2 separate regions of the Sus scrofa genome follow, and region 2 is linked to region 1. A link is a contact called in public Hi-C data. All regions are on one chromosome and are shown on one strand. Each heading gives the region's core, a stretch centred on a gene start, on an enhancer-like site or on the middle of the called end of the contact. The rest is flanking DNA. Distances are from core to core; before and after follow the strand shown.

Region 1 (3,076 bases), core at 78-2,577:
CTAGAACCTCCAGTGAGCCCCGCCAGCATTGTGATTTCAGCCTAGTGAGAGCTCATGAAACTTCTGACCTACAGAACTCAAAGATAATAAACTTGCATTAAACCACCAAGATTATGGGAATTTGTTAACAGCAGCAATTGGTGGGGACCAAGAATCCTTATTTTTATGTATGTATGTATGTATTTATTTTGTCTTTCGTCTTTTTAGGGCTGCGGCATATGGAGTTTCCCAGGCTAGGGGTCAAATCGGAGCTGTAGCCACCGGCCTACGCCAGAGCCACAGCAACGCGGGATCCGAGCCAAGTCTGCAACCTACACCACAGCTCACGGCAACGCTGGGGACCGAACCCGCAACCTCATGGTTCCTAGTCGGATTCGTTAACCACTGCGCCACGATGGGAACTCCGAATCCTTATTTTTAATCAAGCTGTGCAGGCAACATCGGGGCAGCCAGGTTTGGGAACCCCAGACCAACCTACCTTCCTCATCTCCTTCTCCCAAACATCATTCTTGTACAGTCCAATCGCTCTAGCCTGTCCTTTGGACTGCTTGTGACCCTGAATCTTAGCCAGCCTCGGTTGCCTCTATCATGTGTTGGTACACCAAGTGTCTTTCTACTCAAAGCTGTTGCCCCGGTTCAGATTCCCAAGTTCCCCGCAGTGCTACAGCCAAACAGCCCTGTAAAACATATGTTGGTGCACTTTTCCTGAGCACCGTAAGTGGCAGAGAAATTAGTGCTTACACACAAATCCGACAGATTCCCCAGATGCATAAGAAAGGGCGCGGGACTCACCAGTGTTTCTCGTACGTGGTGAGCTACCATCCGCCGCACGCCTGTTCTTAAATAGAACACAGGCGAGCACGCTTGAACACTGATGTATTTGTCAATGCAAGTATAACTAACGCCGAATAAATACTAGGGTGAGGCTGTTAAAACCAACCTCGAGGTGAAGGGAAAGCCCTAAGCATGTAACCGGGGGACAGTCCTGCTGGTTGTTTGACCCGTTGTGGGTCGGCGGAGGCGGGCACAGGAGGGAATCTCACCCGCCTCCACGCAGCCCCGCCCCCGCCGCAGGCAATCCCAGCGCAGCACGCCTTTAGGAGGCAGTGTCAGCGGACCAGCGAGGACCAGACAGCTCCCAGCCGACCCTGGCCCCTCGCCCGTCCCCTCTCCCCGGAGACACCGGGTTCTGCGCGCCGCCGCCGCGGCAGCGGTCCTCCGTCAGAACATCGGAAGCCGGGGCTCCGATACTTCCGGGAGGTGACGTATCCTTTAAGATGATTGGCTGCTGCTGTGACCCGCCTACGCGGCCCCGCGTGCACTTCCTGTCGCGCATGCGCGCTGTCACTACAGAACAGCAGCATGGAGGATCCAGAGCTATTGGGTTTTGAACACATGGGCCTAGACCCCCGGCTCCTACAGGTACTGGGGAGGGCTGAGGAGCCGGTCCGAGGTGGAGGGGAGGTGGCAGCAGGGCAGCGCGCCGCCTGAGCCGTCCCTTGTCTCTCCTAGGCCGTTACCGACCTGGGCTGGTCGCGACCCACGCTGATCCAGGAAAAAGCCATTCCTTTGGCCCTTGAGGGGAAGGACCTCCTGGCTCGGGCCCGCACGGGGTCAGGGAAGACCGCTGCTTATGCCATTCCGATGCTGCAGCTGCTGCTCCACAGGAAGGCGGTGAGTCGGGGGAGGGGCCTTTAAAGGCCGGGAAGGGAGATGCAGGCGTTTGAGTTCCGTTGTGCCCCCTTGGAAGACTGTGTCCCCCATCGCCACCCACCGAAGTCTTTCCCAAGTACCGGGTTTCCTTATGGCCTCTTACACGTGAAGGTTGGTCTGAAAGAAACTGGTGCTCTTGCTGTAAACGCTCTGGGGTGGAATTCAGGTCACTTGGGTTCTAGTCAAGGCCCTCCGACCACCACTCTTTGTACAATCCTGAGTAAATGGGGTTTCTCTTTTTCCTACTTTAAAAGGGGGCACCTCTTCCCTTCCTACTTATAGATTATTGTGAAACTCTGGTTTCCTAACGGATACATTTTTTGTAACTTTGTAGCTGTAAAGAGAGTTATCCTTTTTGTGGTGAGTGTCTGGGAGAAGAGTCCTCTGGTCTACATTCTGAAGTGCCTAGAAGCAGGTGGGGGGTTGGTCAGAGGACAACTAGGGAGTTCCTGTCGTGGCTCAGCGGTAACAAACCTAATATCCATGAGGAAGTGGATTCTATCCCAGGCCTCACTCAGTGGGTTAAGGATCCATCGTTGCCATGAGCTGTGGAGTAGGTCACAGACACAGCTAGGATCTGGTGTTGCCGAGGCTGCGGCTGCGGCTGGCAGCTGTATAGCTCCTGTTGGACCTCTAGCCTGGGAATTTCCATAAGCCACAGATGTGGCTCTAAAAAGACAAAAAAAAAAAAAAAAAGCACAACTAGATTGTTGTGTTGGAGTTCCCGTCGTGGCGCAGTGATTAACGAATCTGACTAGGAACCATGAGATTGTGGGTTCGATCCCTGGCCTTGCTCAGTGGGTTAACGATCCGGCGTTGCCGTGAGCTGTGGTGTAGGTTGCAGACGCGGCTCGGATCCCGCGTTGCTGTGGCTCTGGCGTAGGGTGGCAGCTACAGCTCCGATTAGACCCCTAGCCTGGGAACCTCCATATGCCGCGGGAGAGGCCCAAGAAATGGCAAAAAAAAAAAAAAAAGATTGTTGTGTTGAAGTCATAGCAGTTGTGTCAAATTGCCTGGAGGAGGTAGAGGAAAAGCATCCAGTTGCCATGGTGACACGAACTGACTGAAGCCTTGAATTCTTCTTTCGCAGATAGGCCCTGCGGTCGAGCAGGCTGTGAGAGGCCTTGTCCTTGTGCCGACCAAGGACCTGGCTCGGCAGGCCCAGTCCATGATTCAGCAGCTGGCTGCCTATTGTGCTCGAGATATCCGGGTGGCCAACGTCTCAGCGGCTGAAGACTCAGCTTCTCAGAGGTGAGTGAAAGCCGTGGGGGAGTGAATCTGCCCTGAGATGTGGGATTGGGTTTGTGCGCAGCAAGAAAGAGGGCTAGGAGTTCCCTTGTGGTGCAGCAGGTTAAGGATCCAG
Region 2 (3,005 bases), core at 436-2,935, 49 kb before region 1:
CCGGAGCAGGAGGACAGATGGTGGAGGGCCACGTCAGAGCAGGGACAGGTGCCGAGAAATGAGAGGCGGCCGGCGGCACTCGGAGAGGCAGGGCCTTGGACCACAGCTGGGTATGAGGAACCCAAGGAGGTGGCCTGGCAGCGAGCAGTGGCACGGCCAGCCTGGGTTTCGGTGCTCCTTCTCAGGAAGCAGTTACTGGGAGCAGGCCCGAGCCTGGCCAGGGGCCGAGTGAGAGGCACGAGGGGTGGTGCACGGGCAGGCAGGCGACAGCCACGAGTGGAGGTGCGGGCTGCCCCCCACTGCCCACGAGTGGCTTAAGGCCATCAACTTGTTGCCGAAATGGCTTAAACCAAAACATGACAGATTTCGAGTATCAAGAAGAGAAACATTCTGGTTAAAGTGAAGCCGGAGCTCTTCATTTTAGGTCACCCAAAGCACTTCGCCGTAGAACACGGAGCTGTTTCCAAAAGCCGTCACCTCTCTGCTCCCCCAGAAACCTCCAGACTTCTCACAACCGCGAGGGGCTTTCCCACCGCCGCCCGTCCTCTTCTCCCCCATTAGCTGGTCCTCTTCAAAGGCTGCAAACACGGCCCTTTTCCTCTGTAAGGATCTAAGGAAGCTGGTCCCATGCTTTGCACATAGTAGGTACTCAATACACCTGCTGAGCTAAATTCAGACAGGTTCAGACTCCTTCACAGGGCAAACAGCCTGAGAAGTGGGGTGTCAGGTGCAGTACTATATGAGGTGCTGTAGCAGGTGGAGTGTCAGGTGCAGTGCTAGGTGGGGTGTCAGGTGGAAAGTCAGATGTGGGGCTGGGGGGTGTCTAGTTGGTGTTAGGTGGGGTGTCAGGTGAGGTATTAGATGCGGTGCTGGGTGGAGTGTCAGGTGGAGTGCTGAGGGAAGTGTTAGGTGCGGGGCTAGGTGGGGTGTCAAGGTGATACTAGGTGCTGTGCGAGATATGATGCTAGGTGGGGTGTCAGCTCTGAGAACGGGGAGCGTCCAGAGTCCTCACTCAGAGAAGGAGCTGACCTCAGGGGGTGTGGGCATGAGAGTTTCAGTGAAGCAAGCAGACCTCACCCTGTTTGTCGTCAGCAGATCACAGGAGTCTCAGGGCCAGAGTCCTGACTGTCAAGGTCACACAGAGACCGTTCATGAGGGTTCAGTTGTGGAGGGGTCACAAACATGCTACCAGGTGCCCCTCCTGTCTCAAAGGCCCCAATGTGTTGAACACATGGGCCACATGGCCAAGCCCACCAGAGTGGCCCTGCTGCTCCGGCTCATGGGGTTTTGGAGCCCCTGTCCTGCCTCCCGAAGGTGGGCAAGGGCCAGGGACATCACGTTAGCTCTCGGTGCCTGATTCCATGCCTATGAAAGGGGGGGGCATGGGCTACTCTGGAGCCCGTGTATCTATGGAGCTTTTTGCACCTTAGAAAGTACCTGCGGGTGTACTTGTATCTGTTCAAGGGGTTGCTGAGCAAAGCTTAACCCTGGGGTAACTCATGCTTATCCTAGCTGCTAAATTCTATGGCTCTGGGCCCTGGACTGACCAGAACATTTTCTTGTGTCCAAAGTCCCCTTCAGATGCCACTCCTGCAGCCGCCCGGCTGTCTGTCTCCACCTTAGCTATGGAACAAGCAATATGTACTTTGGCCTGGCACATGACGTCACCTAACAGACACCACCACCCTCTGCCGGCACCCTGCCACGGACTCAGATGCAAAACCACCCCGGGGAGTGGGTGGGGCAGCCTCTGGCCACCTCTTGCATGGACTAAACCCCAGGGTCAAAGGCCACTGCCCCGTTGATACACAAATGACTGCCAGGTCTGGACGTCAGACCAAGCACTGTCACAAACAACTGTGTTCTGAGGCTAGTGGTGCTTTCCTTCTCACTGCCACAGAACTTCAGGGCCACACACGAGAGAGGCATGGCCATCCTGAAACGAGGCTTGGTGGGCTCAGGCTAACGCAGTCAAATAAATGGGCAGACAGCGACTCCCCGAGCCAAGGATGGTCACCGGAGACTTGATGGCGCTGTTCTAAGCAGCACATCTTCCCGGCTGCCCTGCACAGGGGTCCTTCCAGCTTAGAAAGCGCGCCGGCACATGGTGCATTATTTCCTAAGCGCTCAGCTTTCTGTGCACACCGGCCCTGCTGTGGCGTGATGCGCCCCACCCGTGGCAACTGCTGGGCTCCAGGGCCTCCCGGAAAACAGAAGGTGTGCTCACCCTGCAGCGCTGCCGGGATGATGCTCGGGGGGCACGGGGGAGAGGAGGCCCCCCCAGAAGCTTCACAAGAGGTTCCTGCTCTCAGGCTAAGCAGCCTCGAAAGTGGTGCAGTGCTGGGCTCCAGGGCCTCCATCCGCAGGCCGCTGGGCACCACCCTGGCCGGGAGACACCAGGCTCTGGGCCTCTGACTCATCACCACAGACCTGTTCACATCGGAAGCAATAAAAACTGGGGGTTCTGCTGGGGGGATTCGTCAGCAACAGAAGCCCAAGGAATCTGCAGTCACACAGGTGTTTTTACAGCACAGGCAGGTGTCCTTTAAAAACAGCTGAGAGGACATCTCCAAACGAACTGCCTCCACGACCTTCCCTCTGCACGGATGTGCGGGCCGAGTGTCAACAACACCCACAATGAGCCAAGCAAAGCTGCCTCGGCTCGGCCCTGTGGAACCTGCTGACAGAGGAAGGGGCCTCTCTGGGTCCCTGACTAAAGGTGGTGGCCCAATGGGACCACTCTAGAAAGGATGCCGGCAGGCTGTCCACAAAGGCCCCTGCGGTGGCAGTATGGCTCCCCTATTGGAGGTGAGCTCTTGGGAGCTGCTGGCCTGAGACCTGCTTGGACCCTGGCCGTGGAAGGGAGTGGCGGTGTGAGTTCTGGGGGGCACCCGAGGCCCGCAGCCTCTCCTTTCCTTTGGGAGCTACGCTGAGGCCTTGTGGAGTCACTCTGGCCGCCTGGCGGATGGCAGGACCCCCCAAGCAGCGAGCAGCCATGAGAGGGT

What was found. A called contact is a pair of places that touch in the nucleus more often than the background predicts.
Region 2: a Hi-C map of liver shows a contact between it and region 1, with 1.9 times the contacts expected there. The contact joins the enhancer-like site here to the promoter of DDX56 in region 1. A contact is called at or near these places in 1 of 5 promoter capture datasets (liver), 4 of 47 Hi-C or Micro-C datasets (embryonic fibroblasts, fetal liver and liver) and 2 of 2 datasets of contacts at active chromatin or transcription factors (alveolar macrophages and skeletal muscle).

The regions. Positions count from the first base shown.
Region 1 is chr18:50,704,286-50,707,361 of Sscrofa11.1, forward strand. DDX56 (DEAD-box helicase 56) reads left to right here and starts at 1,328. Exons shown (of 14, transcript NM_001244543.1): 1 at 1,328-1,422; 2 at 1,513-1,674; 3 at 2,804-2,964. The coding sequence starts at 1,363.
Region 2 is chr18:50,654,901-50,657,905 of Sscrofa11.1, forward strand. All of the region lies in intron 2 of OGDH (2-oxoglutarate dehydrogenase, mitochondrial), which reads right to left. Among named protein-coding and RNA genes, the nearest start is that of OGDH, 29 kb to the right of the region's middle. Within about 2 kb of position 1,686, at least 15 of the 83 cell types and tissues checked have an H3K27ac peak or open chromatin away from gene starts, as enhancers often do. A contact at or near this core is called in fetal liver, liver and skeletal muscle, where this site is marked.